Regions from separate parts of the Mus musculus genome. Here region 2 is linked to region 1. The links are chromatin contacts, called in public HiChIP or PLAC-seq maps. All regions are on one chromosome and are shown on one strand. Each heading gives the region's core, a stretch centred on a gene start, on an enhancer-like site or on the middle of the called end of the contact. The rest is flanking DNA. Distances are from core to core; before and after follow the strand shown.

Region 1 (6,381 bases), core at 1,004-3,503:
GAGTGTGTTTCACAACTGCTTTATCTCCTTTTTTTTTGTAGCACACTGGCTTGGGTTTTAGATTCTTCTGGGTTTTTACAGTCTGGACTCCCAGAATCTCAGTAAAATTGCTAAGAAAGGACAGCCATCAACCCAAAGCCGTTAGCACTTCCTTAAAGCCATGTACAAAAGCCTGCTAAGATCAAAGCCATGGGAGAAAAGCTCCTCGCAGAGCCACTCCAGAAGCAACGCTGTTCCTTCTGACTATCGCATCCTCTCTTTTTATTCCACTCCACCTGGGTTTTTATTATTTGTAGAGGAAGAACTCCATTACCTGTGCTAACTGGTTTTTGTCAACTAGACACAAACCTACATATCTGGGAAGAAGGAATCTTAATTGAGAAAATGCTTCCACATGACTATAGGTAGTTGAAGGAATTGTCTTGATTAGTGATTGACATGGGAGAGCCCAGTTCACTTCGGTTGGTACCACCCCTAGGCCAGTGTTCCAGGTTGTGTATGTAATAAAGCAGGCTGGGCGGGAGCAGGAGGAGTAAGCCAATTAATGATGCTCCTCCAGGATGTCCTAAAGGAATTCTTGCCTCCAGGTTCCTACCATGTCTTCCCTTAGTGATGATCTGTAACTTGAGGATTGTAAGAAGAAATAAAGGCTTTCTTTCCTGAGTTGCTTTTGGTCATGGTGTTTATCGTGGTAACAGAAAATAACTGCCCTTGAATGAAGGGATCCACTTAATTAATTTTATACAAACAAAAGGAATGCATTGAGCTGGACAGTGGTGGCACACACCTTAAATTCCAGCACTTGGGAGGCTGTGAGTTCCAGGCCAGTTCAGTCTACAGAGTGAGTTCAAAGACAGCCAGGGCTACACAAAGAAACCCTTCTCAAAAAACAAAAAAGATAAATTAATTAAACTCTAAAAAAAGGCTGAGCCAGGCAACAGAGATCACAAATGATCACAAATCATTCCAACTAGACTATAGTTATATGGCACTGGACTTGAGCCTTTAAGTGCTCTGAGTAATGCTGTTACCAAGGCTACAACATGAATGAGCAGAAGAAAACCTGGTATTCGTTTGTCTCAGAGTTCTTTCCTCTTCAGAATAGTTGTTCTCCCAAAGAGCCTGCAAGAACAATCCAATCTAATACTGAAAAAGAAAACCTTCACATTACTTAAATATTAACTCTCTGTTTCAAAAAAAAAAAGTAAACAGAAGGGGATAGAGAGATGATTAAATTGGCAAACAGCCAGCCACAGTGATTCACGCCTATAATCCCAGCATTAGTGAGCCAGAGACTAGAGGATTTCCCTGGTATCCAGCTAGCCAGATCAGTAAGCCTCGGGTCCAGCAAAAGACCTTATCTCAAAAAATAAAATGGAAAAATGACTAGAAGACAACTGACTTCAACCTATGACCTCTATATGCACATGTACATGTAGCACACACAAAAACAAACAGTGGATTATACCAAAGTGCAGAAACAGGGATAATCTGAGTGTATTAGATCTATCAAGACCAGAGTACAGAATATAAACAAGTTAGAAGACACCAGTGTATGTAATCAAGACCAGAAGGGCTGGAAACAGAGCTCAGTTGGTAGGAGTGCCTGGTATACACAGAGCCCTGGGCTCCGTCCTTAGACTGCATAAACCAGGATGGTAGCATATGCCCCTTTCCCAGCACTGGGGAGGTGGAGGCAAGGGGATCAGGAGTTCAAGGTCTCCCTCAGCTACAACGGGAGTTCAAAGCCAACCTGGGTGACATGTCTCAAAAGACTCAGAACAGATGCTAAATTTAAGGAAGAATCCCCAGTTCCAGACATACGGAAAGAAAAAAAAAGAAAACTATGAGGAGTGGGAGTAGGAAGACTGTCGTAGGATCTTTACCAGTCTCTTCACGGCAGCTTACCAGCAGCAAAGGGAAATAAATCATAACTCTACAGAGAATTGTGCGACACATCACCAATAATAAACAGACAAACATCTCACCCCTGCAGATGTGACGAGCTATCACTTACACAGGATTCTGGCCCTGGAATGTACAAACTAATAAAAGAGAGAAAGCCTTAGACAAACCCCAGTACAGGTAGCAGCCTGGGAATGTTTTACTTTTAGTGTGGGGGAAGGGAGAGTTGTGTTTTTCAAAAAGATACACATCATGAAAGCTAAGGGCTGAGGAACCACTATAGATGAAAGGAGTCTAAACTAGACAAGTAAAGCTAGTTCAAACCCAGGGGCTCCAGGGGAGTGGGCGGGATGGTCTGAATAACAATGGCTCCCACGGGCTCCCACATTTCAATGCTTAGTCAGGGAACTAGAAGGTTAGGAGGTGTGGCCTTTTGTCAATGTGTGTCAATGGAGGTGGGTTTTGAGGTTTCAAAAGCCTGTGCTAAAGTGCTAGGCCCTGTTTCTTTGCTGGCTAGAAGAGATCAGGATGTAGCTCTCAGTGACTGCTCCAGCATCTTGCGTGCCACCATGCTCCCTGCCTTGACAATAATGGACGAAGCCTCTGATACTGTAAATCCCCTACCCCAATTAAATGCTTTGTTTTATAGGTGTGGTCATCGTGTCTCTTCACAGCAACCGAACACTGACTAAGACAGTCAGTGGATACATGTGGAGAACAGATGAAGTCAAAGTCTGGTGTCAGTGTTAAATATGCTGAAGTGACAACTGTACTGTGGTTATGCAAAGGGATAGCCTCATCTTCCTATTTACTCTCAAACGGTGAGGTTCATGTGACTTCAGTGCGGGTGCCTGTGGTTAGACACTAGAAGTAGCGTGCCAGCACTAGCGAGCGCATCAGGTGCTGTTAGTACTGTTTTTACAACTTTTTTCTCAGTTTGATGCTGTTTCCAAAATGCTATAAGCAATGTCATGTTTTGAATGTGAAATGACCCCTAAGGGCTCATATTTGGGACACAGTTTCCAGCTGGTGGCACTATAATGGCAGTCTGTGAAGCCCTTCAGAGGTGGAGCCTACAAGGTCCCTGGGGTGAGGAGACTCTGAAGGGTATGGCCCAGACCATCCTCTACTGCTACGGGAACAACCACCACCTCGCACTCCTGGCACCATCCAGTCAGGGCTGAATTGCCATGCCCTCCCCACTATGGTAGACTAAGAGCCTCTGAAAATGTGAGCTAAAGTAAGACTTTCCTCCCTTGAGCTGTGGTGTCAGGAGTTTCAGTCCCAGGGATGTAAAGTTGTGAGGAGCTGAGTTCTTGAGGCAGCTGCTGAGCACAGCCTACAAGGCTTCGCTGAGGAAGGCACCGTCTGCCCAGGCCAGTGTCTCTCACGCCTTACCTGCTTGGAGGTAAGTAAGATGGCTGTGCTGACTCCACACACCCAGCAGCTCTCATGGCCAGACAACAATGCCTGCCTGTTGCTAACAGCTGCTGGAATTGTTCAGAGATAGGAAAGGTGGATACAGAGGCAGGAAGCAGTACCTCATGAGCAGTGGAATATATGTGAAGTCCCTCCTCTGAGCTCTGACAAGACTCATTCCAAACACATGATATCTCAACATCACCACCACAGCTCAGCCATGGGACTCTCATTCCCGAATTTTAGATGGTCACCAGTGGAGTCACTGTCTGGAGTCACAGCAATGCCGAGCTGCAGCACTGCGCAGGCAGGGCCCATCCTCATCATCTCTGATCCCATAAAGGTTAGTCAGTACTGCCAACTATTAAATGACCAACTCTACAGGCTCAAGGAAGCATTTAAACAAAGTATTCCAAAAAACAGGTCAGGATGGGACCCGTGCTGGGAAGAGAGACATGGGCTCTACACACTGACCTAGAGAACAGCAGACAGGGAAATTTTGTGGGATCCTTTTCTAGAACTATCAAGAAGAATACTTCCTCCATGCTGGCAATCCCATCGGCCAGAAAATTATAATCGTATGCTCATTATATGTATGTATTGCCAGGAGGTTAAGACAAGCTCTTGCTATATAGCTCAAGTTGACTTTGAACTTGCAATCCCTCTGCCTTCAGCCTCCGAAGTGGTGGGATCACAGGCATGTGTCACCACACCTGACTGACTACCCATTAAAATATTATAAATGAAATAATGGAAATCCCCATAAGGGAGTAACTTACCCTGGCAAGCTTCTCTGGTCGGGAGGAGACGTGAAGCTGAGCAAACAGATCTGTTATCTCCTTGGTAAAATTGTCATCCCCTAAGAACCAAGAGCCACATGAAACATTCAAGAAAGGCTGTCATCAAGAATGCTGTGCTGAGCCGGGTGTGGTGGCGCATGCCTTTAGTCCCAGTACTCAGGAGGCAGAGGCAGGTGGATTTCTGAGTTTGAGGCCAGCCTGGTCTACAGAGTGAGTTCCAGGACAGCCAGGGCTATACAGAGAAACCCTGTCTCAAAAAAACCAACCAAACAAACAAACAAACAAAATGGTGTGCTGGGGGCTAGAGAGATGGCTCAGTGCCCAAGAGCACTGACTGCTCTTCCGAAGGTCCTGTGTCCAAATCCCAGCAACCATATGGTGGCTCACAACCCTTCCTAATGAGATCTGATGCCTTCTTCTGGGGTGTCTGAAGACAGCTACAGTGTACTTACACACAATAAATAAATAAATCTTTAAAAAAAAATGCTGTGCTGTCTAGTTTTAAGTCAACTTAATCCAAGCTGAGTCATCTGAGAGAAAGGCACCTCAACTGAGAAAACGTTTCCATAAGATCAGACTGTAAACAATCAGTGATTGATGAAGAAGGGTCTAGCCAACTGTGGGCAGTACCAACCAATCCCTGGGCTGGTCTTGGGCTCTTTAAGAAATCAGGCCGAGCAAGCCATGAGGAACAAGCCAGTAAGTAGCACTCCTCCACAGCCTCTGCATCAGCTGCTACCTCTACGATTCTTCCCCGTTTGAGTTCTCACCCCAGTTCCCTCAGCACTGAGCTGTTACCTGACAATGTAAGCAAAATAAACCCTTTCCTCCCTTAGTTACTTCCAGTCCTGGTGTTTATTACAGCAACCACTCAGTAGGACACAAAGCATGCAAGCAAATGGGGACCATGACCACAGCAAACTAGGCATCTAAATGAACAATGCCTTCTCTCTTTCTCATCTACATCCTGCCCACTGGCCCCAGCTGAGTGGTACAGAAGATAAGTCTTTTTTTTTTTTTTGGTTTTTCGAGACAGGGTTTCTCTGTGTATCCCTGGCTGTCCTGGCACTCACTTTGTAGACCAGGCTGGCCTCGAACTCAGAAATCCGCCTGCCTCTGCCTCCCGAGTGCTGGGATTAAAGGCGTGCGCCACCACGCCCGGCTGATAAGTCTTAAACCACAAAAATCTCTGAGCATGAATATCTATAAGATTTTTTCTTAACCCTAACTCCATGCTACATGAGAGCAAATTAGTTCCCTTCTATGCCTGCTACTTCCCTAGAAACATCCCCAGAGGAATTCCAGGGGAGCCATCTTGGTTCTTTTCCTTCAACTGTACTTCTGCTCTCTCTTGATAGTTAAGGCGGAGAATAAAAGTGATTTACTGATCCCCAGAGCGATGGGCTTTGGGAAAAGCTGTTCTCACTAATACAGCCTTCACTCACATTAATTCCAGTAAACAACTCCCAGCCACAACCTACCATGAAAGGACACAATATCCAACCTCCATAGTCATTTGGTTTTTCCAACTAAGTGTGACTGGGTGTAAGGGGGAGTCTGCATCAACCTGGGCCACAGGTGCTCCAAGGAGTCCACAAAATAACCAATAGCACAGAGGGAAGAAAAGGAGTCTATGATTACTACACTTAGCAGCTCTACCCTGAGGCATATTTTGGGTTGTTAGTAACAGAACATTATGGTAGTGTATATATTAAACTTATAAGTATTCAAATATAGTATGTCTGAGTGATCAAAAAGCTATTACTATCAAATGTAGTAATGAAAAAAATATCTGGCAAGTTACTGTCCGGTTCTGCTACACAGAACGGACTATACAAACACTGCTCCGGAACAGAAGCAGTGGCTGGGTGTGCGGTCAATGCTGAGTGCTTGTCTAGATGCATGGGTGGAAAGGAAGCATGCTACTGCTGCTTAAGAGTGGGGCGCCGGGGTGAGGGGGCTGTGGGTAGAGGGCTCTGAAATGAAGTCTAGAAAACACAGGGGTCCACAGGAATGAAGACATCCCAAGCTGAGCTCTGCACTGTCTCCTCCTGCTACTCCCAAGTTTCTGTCTTAACAGCATCAGTGACATACAATTAACTACCAAGTCACTGGTGCATTTCCCACCAAAATCAGAGAGACACAGCAGGCAGGAGAGTCTCAGAGGAGAGCTGGGGCGGGGCAGGGCGGGGCGGGGCAGGGCGGGGCAGGGCAGGGGGGCAGGGCAGGACAGGGCAGGGCAGGGCAGGGCAGGGCA
Region 2 (6,741 bases), core at 852-3,351, 420 kb after region 1:
CAAACCTCATACACCATCTGTGTGCACAGATGCACGTGTGGACACACACACGCTGACAGCTTTTCTCAGCCCACCCCAGCCAGGGTTCACCCATGGAGGCCTGACTCTGAGCCTGCCTGTCAAATGAGATAACCTCTCCCAGGGGCAAATAAACATCCAGTGGATGTTGGGTCAGAAGAATGCAGCCCTGGATTCCTTCGCTCCTGAGTCTTGGATGTCTGCCAGACCATGTCAAAGCTGCAGAGGCCTCAGGCCTCGAGAGTCCCATCGGGCACACCCCTTATTTTCTTACTGAAGGGACATCTCTGCCCTCCACAAAAAGACTTCTCCAACAGTGGTCCTTTCATGAGCTCTGGGGACGTGCCTCCTGAGCCCACAGGATTCTTCTGTGGCTCACCATCATGTGCAGCAGGAATTAACAGCTGGTCCCGACCACGGCAAGGATGCTGTGACATTCCACGTGGAGAGAAGTGGTTTAGATTGAATAGAAAGACACAGGGGAAACTCATTAGAGACCCCCTTTGCTATAAGTAGATATTTGTTTTGTTCTGCTTTGGGTGGAGCCAAATCTCAGAAAAATAGCACAGAGCATAAGATTAAGCCTAAAATAAAACACTTTCCACCTCAAGGGGGTGATATACGCCTTTAACCTCAGCACTCAGAAGGCAGAGGCAGGCAGATCTCTACTGTGAGTTCCAGACACGCCTGCTATACAGAGTGAGGTCCAGGACAGCCAAAACTACACAGTAAAACCATGTCTTGGGGGGAAAAAACAAAAACAAACAAACAAAAAGAAAACAAAAACAGACAGCACTTTGTCTCTAGCGTTAGTCATGGAACCCAGGACAGTGTACAGTCAGAGCGGCCCTATGCCTGAGACACAGTGCCAGCTGCCAGCCTTGGTCTTGGTTTGTGTTTGGTTTTTAAGGTTTTGAGGGGTTTAGTGGGTTGTTGTTGTTTTTTTTTAAGACTTTCTTGTGTAACTCTGGCTAGCCTAGAACTCACTATGTAGACCAGGCTGGTCTCAACCTTAAGAGACCCACCCACCTCTGCCTCTTAAATGCTAGAATTAAGGGCATGTGCTACCATGCCTGGCTCTTTCATGTTTTATTTCATTTATTTACTTATTTATTGGTTTCTGAAGACAGGGTTTCTCTGTGTAGCCTTGGCTGGCCTGGAACTCACTCTACAGACTAGGCTGGCTTTGAACTTATGGAGATCCACTTGCCTCTCTCTCCCAAGTGCTGGGATTAAAGGCATATGCTACCACCATCCAGCCTTTTTGAAATCTGTAATTATTGATGTATGTATTAATATGTACGTGTGAGTGCAGGTGCCCAAGAAGTCCAAAAAAGGATGTCAGATCCCTGGATCCTTTTGACATGGGAGCTGGGAACCAACCGAACTCAGGTCCTGAGAGAGAGAGCAGAAAGCACTCTTGCTAAGCCATCACCAAGGCCCCACATTTGGTTCTTTGAGACAGGATCTTATGTAGTCCAGGCTGTCCTGGAACTCCTGAGTCCCCCGCCTCCATTGCTCAAGGCCTGAGATTGCCTGTGTACACCACCATGCCCTTCTGGTTTGGTGTTTTGTTTTGCTTTACTTTTTGATGGGGCAAGTTGTTGGTTTTGGGTAGTTTTGCTTTTTACATTTTTCTTACTTATTTGTTTATGTCATATGGTGTACGTGTGTGAAAGTGGGCATGTACACTCTAGGGCATGTGTCAGAGGACTCCTAGGAGGCCGTTCTCCCTTTCCACACAGAATTCTGAGATTCAAACTCAGGTTATCAGGCCTGTACCACAGCACTTTTACCCACTGAGCCATCTCTCTGGCCTTAATTTTTAGTTTTTTGAGACAGGGTCTTAAGCTCTAGCCCAGGCTAGCCCTGAACATGCTAAGTCAGCTGCTTCACCTTCCAGCTGCTGGACTACAGGTGTGAGTCATCACAGCTCGTCTGTTTGTTGGTTTTGCTTTATCTTTAATTTTAAATATGTGGTCAAAAAAGGTAAAAGGGGTTGGAGAGATGACTCAGTAGTTAAGAGTCCTTACTGCTCCTGCAGAGGACCACCACGCTTGTTGGGTGACTCACAGCCACTTGAAGCTCCAGTTCCAGGGTTCTAGTGCCCTCTTCTGGCATCTCAGGGATATCCAAACACCTGTGAGCGTACCCACAGACACACATGCGCACAAAGATAAAATTAAAATGTCCTTTAAAAAAAGAAAGCAGCAGGCAAAAGATTGCTGAAGCTCCGTTCACACCTAAAGCTTTTTTATTTTTTAATATTTATTTATTTTATGCATATGAGCACACTGTGGCTGTCTTCAGACACACCAGAAGAGGACATGGGATTCCATTCCAGATGGTTGTGAGCCACCATGTGGTTGCTGGGAATTGAACTCAGGACCTCTGGAAGAGCAGTCAGTGTTCTTACCCGCTGAGCCATTTCTCCAGCCCACACCTAAAACTTAAGAGCAAGCGGCTGTGATACCCAGGACTTCTGCCTGCAGCTGTGGGTTGCTGCACACGGTCTCAGCCCTGAGGAGGTGGGAGAGAAGCATCCAACCAGCACTGGGACCGGAAGTGCTTCAAGAAGCTGCCAGTGTCTGGAAAGGGAAAGGCGAACCCCACCCGCCATCTTTACTCAGTTCTCCCCGCCACTTGTCACTTTCACTTAATCTTAGGACAAGTACCAGGATCACTTCTGGATGTGGATGCCGTGGCCTGGAATCCATTTCTGGAAACAGAGACTGTGTCATTGAATTACATGATACTCTTGCATGGCCAGCGAGCACGCGCCTGTGCGCTCACACATCCACTCAGCCCGAAGGCAGGACCCTCTCAGCAGGATCTGATTACACTGGCTTCACATCAGAATTACACGTGCAAATCGAATCCCACCGCAATCCCAGAGAGAAAGAGGCCCCTCCACGCTGACAGGAAAACAGAAAAGAGCTCAAGCTCCCTGGAGCGAGGCTCTCCCAGAACCTCCTTACAGCGCGACTATGAGAGCCACAGTTGAGTGCCTGTTGCTGGGCCCAGAACACAGGCCATACTTAGCAAATGTTTGATTAAATACATCATGGCGGGAAAAGGAAGACCAGCAATGGCCTGCTGCGGTTTAGAAAAGTGGTCCCCAAAGCCTTGTGTTGTTAAAGGCATGGTCCCAAGGAGGCACTATTGGGAGGTGGTGAGACCTTTATGTGGACCCTAGAGTGAGATCTTTGTCTGGGTTATGCATCCTTGAAAGGAGCTATACGACCCCAGCCCTCTCCACAGTCTCTAGGTTTCTTGGCAATAAGGTGAGAGGTTTTGTTCCATCATAAGCTCCCACCCTGTCAGGGTTCTACAGGAACCCTAGAAACGAGAGGTGGAAGAAATAGAGAGAAATGAGGGCTCTTACTAGTCACAAATGGCTGAGTGTAGCACGTGGTTGTGCTGAGAATCTTAGCATTAGATTCTAAGCCACAAAGCTGTGGAGTCCTTGACTAGAGGCAAACACCTGAGGAGTTTGTCTTCCCAACTGGCCCAGCATCTCCCTGAAGATGGTCATCCACCATCCTGAAGCCGTCCAACACAGTGAGGAGTGAGAAGACCCACCCTGGGCTTGGACCACAGCCTGTCTTCCTCACACGTGGTCCCATGGTGACCTTTATCCATCGCTCAAGACTGTAGACTGGGGCAGCTGTTGAGTTCTGTAAAAACAGCTTCCTACCCAATGTCACCAACTCCAAGCCTGCTTGGGACCAAGAAGAAAATTATCCCTTGTTATGGCACAAACTCCCAGGAAGTGGTGATGTCTGCATTTTCATCTGGTAAAAACTTATCCCAAGTTGTTCCCAATTTTTCAGTCTTGTAGCTGGAGGGAGGGGTTTCATATGCCCCCAAACACATGCAAAGTTGTTTGTTTGTTTGTTAAAGATTTACTTATTAGCCAGGTGTGGTGGCACACGCCTTTAGTCCCAGCACTCGGGAGGCAGAGGCAGGCAGATTTCTGAGTTTGAGGCCAGCCTGGTCTACAAAGTGAGTTCCAGGACAGCCAGGGCTATACAGAGAAACCCTGTCTCGAAAAAAATTTAAAAAAAAAAAAATTTACTTATTTATTTCATGTGTGTGGGTATATTGTCACTGCCTTCAGACACACCAGAAGGTGGCATCAGATGCACATTACAGATGGTTATCAGCCACCATGTGGTTGCTGGGAATTGAACTCAGAACCTCTGGAAGAACAGTCTTTACCACAGCTCTTTACCGCTTGGCCATCTCTCCAGCCCTGTTTGTTTGTTTTAAAGAAGAAGTGGAGTGATGGCTCAGCAGTTAAGAACACCTATTGTGCTTGTCAAGGACCCAAACCCATGTTTCTCAGCACCTATGTCAGGGAGTTCACAACTGCTTGTAACTCCAGCCCCCTCTTCTGGCCTCTCCAGGCACTGCATTAATGTGCACATATCCTCACACCCACACACATAATTAAAACCAAAATACGTATCAGGGCTAGTGAGATGGCTCAAAGGTTGAGAGATGTTGATGCTTTTAGACAGGACCCCAGTTTAGTGCCAAGGGTGCCTATCATGAGGTTCAGCATCATCTGTAATTCTGATGATTCTGGCTTCCTCGGGCTCCTGTATTCACGGGTATGTACCCACTTGCAAACAAACTTTTAAAATAAGTCCTAGACCAGGCATGGTGACAAACCCCTTACATCCTAGCACTTCTGGAGACAGAGACAGCTGTATTTCTGTGAGTATCAGGCAAGCCTGGTCTAGAGAGTTTAAGAACACCCAGAGCTACACACACACACACACACACACACACACACACACACACACAAATCCTATTAAAGTTATTTTAAGCTTCGATGCATGTATTTGTGTACTGTATTGCACAGGGGTGCTTCATACAGTTATATATGCTATGTTAAGAACAGTGTCTTCTTGATGCTGGTCCTATCTTCCTCTTACCTGGTTTTATCAACAAAATGTCCATGTGAGAAAAATTCCCATCTCTAAGAAAGAAATGCCAAGAACACAGGCTTAGGGTCAGGACAACAGAACTATCCCATGAAAAGGTCCTCCCTGGGACTCAGTTTCTCTATTTGCACAATGAGCCAGGTGATTTTTCAAGCACACACACCCATATAGGCTCCCTTCCCAGTGTTTCACACTCAACTTCCCCACACACACACACACACACTGCCACCACCATCAAAGACCCTCCATTTCACCTCGATGGTCCGTTTCCACTGAAGACAGGAAGCTGTCTGTCTCTCTAGTGCCCAGCACAGTGACAATAAGAATGCTCAAAGGAAGTAGGAGTGTAGAGGACCAGTGTAAACAGACCCTTCTCTGTCCTCCTCCTTGGCCTCCTCTTAGCCAGGGATGTCCCTCAGGCGCCAGGCTCCTCCCTCCTCCCTGCATCACCATGCCTACCTGTCCTCTTCCAGATGCTTTCAAGGCCAAGGACTCAGCTCAGAGAGGACCGGCAAGATGGGCTCCTCCAGACAGCCTAAGCCCTTACTATATACATCCTATGCCCACCATTCACGATAGACTCTTCCAAGTGGGCTGCCAGACAGTCTCTGTAGGAGAAAACACAAAATACACTGTGCCCCTCTCTCTCTCTCTCTGTGTGTGTGTGTGTGTGTGTGTGTGTGTGTGTGTCACGAGCCCATGCACTTTTACGAAGGTGGTAGAAGCTTTCAGGAGTAGAGCATCAAATACTACAGCTTGTTTGTTTCTTTGTTTCTTTGTTTCTTTGTTTGTTTGTTTGTTTGTTTGTTTGTTTGTTTTTCATGACAAGGTTTCTCTGTGTAGCCCTGGCTGTCCTGATACTCCCTCTGTAGACCAGGCTGGCCTTGAACTCAAAGGTCTGCCTACCTCTGCCACCCAAGTGCTGGGATGAAACACATGTGCCACTGTCCCTTGCTGATATTAAAACTTTTATACCCTGGCTCTGCTTCCTGACGGTGGATGCTATGTGACCAGACACCTCCTTCTTCTGCTGCCATGCCTCCCACTATAACAGCTCTTGTGGTACTAACAGGGAAACTGAGTTGCTTTAAGCCAAAGCAACTCCTTCCTCCCTGAAGTTGCTTCTGGTCGGGTGCTCTGACACAGTAACTGACAGATGCCAGTCACTGTGGCTTTGTAGTGTTTTGAAGATGTAGAAATTTGAGATCTCTAATTTTGTTCTTTTTCAAGTCTGTTTTGACTTTTGAAATCCTATAGATGTGGGGGATACAGTCCTCTTGGCAGAATGTTTGTCTAGAATTAGCCAGGTGTGAAGGCCCACACCTGTAGCTTTTCCTCGGAGTTCCAAAGGGACAGGAGGACCAAAAGCTCAAGGTCATCCTTGACCGCCTAGGGAGTGTGATCCCAGCTGATGATAATAATGAACCAATAAGATTGCTCAGTGGGTAAAGATGCCTGCCATCAAGCCCCATGACCTGAGTTGGATCCCCAGGACCTATGTGGTAGGAGAGAACTGACTCCTGCAGATAGTCCTCCATCTTCCACATATGCACTGGCCATGGTTGGAATATGCTTGGCCCGCGGACTGGTGCTGTTTTGAGGTGTGGCCTTGTTGGAATGGTGTGTCACTGTGGGTGTGGGCTTTAAGGTCTTCATCTTAGCTGCCTGGAAGCCAGTCTTCTGCTTGCAGCCTTCAGATGAAGATATAGAACTCTCAGCTCCTCCTGCACCATGCCTGTCTGGATGCTGCCATGTTCCCACCTTGATGATA

What was found. HiChIP or PLAC-seq counts read pairs in DNA pulled down with a chosen protein or histone mark.
Region 2: a contact with region 1 is called in an H3K27ac HiChIP or PLAC-seq map of embryonic stem cells, with 3 times the contacts expected there. The contact joins two enhancer-like sites. A contact is called at or near these places in 3 of 115 datasets of contacts at active chromatin or transcription factors (embryonic stem cells and epiblast stem cells) and 1 of 9 other capture datasets (embryonic stem cells).

What each region holds. Positions count from the first base shown.
Region 1 is chr11:57,495,623-57,502,003 of GRCm38.p6, forward strand. Fam114a2 (family with sequence similarity 114, member A2) reads right to left here. Exons shown (of 14, transcript NM_026342.3): 9 at 4,104-4,183. Among named protein-coding and RNA genes, the nearest start is that of Fam114a2, 20 kb to the right of the region's middle. Within about 2 kb of position 2,254, at least 18 of the 459 cell types and tissues checked have an H3K27ac peak or open chromatin away from gene starts, as enhancers often do. A contact at or near this core is called in embryonic stem cells, where this site is marked.
Region 2 is chr11:57,916,065-57,922,805 of GRCm38.p6, forward strand. All of the region lies in intron 3 of Gm33078 (a long non-coding RNA gene), which reads left to right. Among named protein-coding and RNA genes, the nearest start is that of Gm33078, 7.7 kb to the left of the region's middle. Within about 2 kb of position 2,102, at least 18 of the 459 cell types and tissues checked have an H3K27ac peak or open chromatin away from gene starts, as enhancers often do. A contact at or near this core is called in embryonic stem cells, where this site is marked.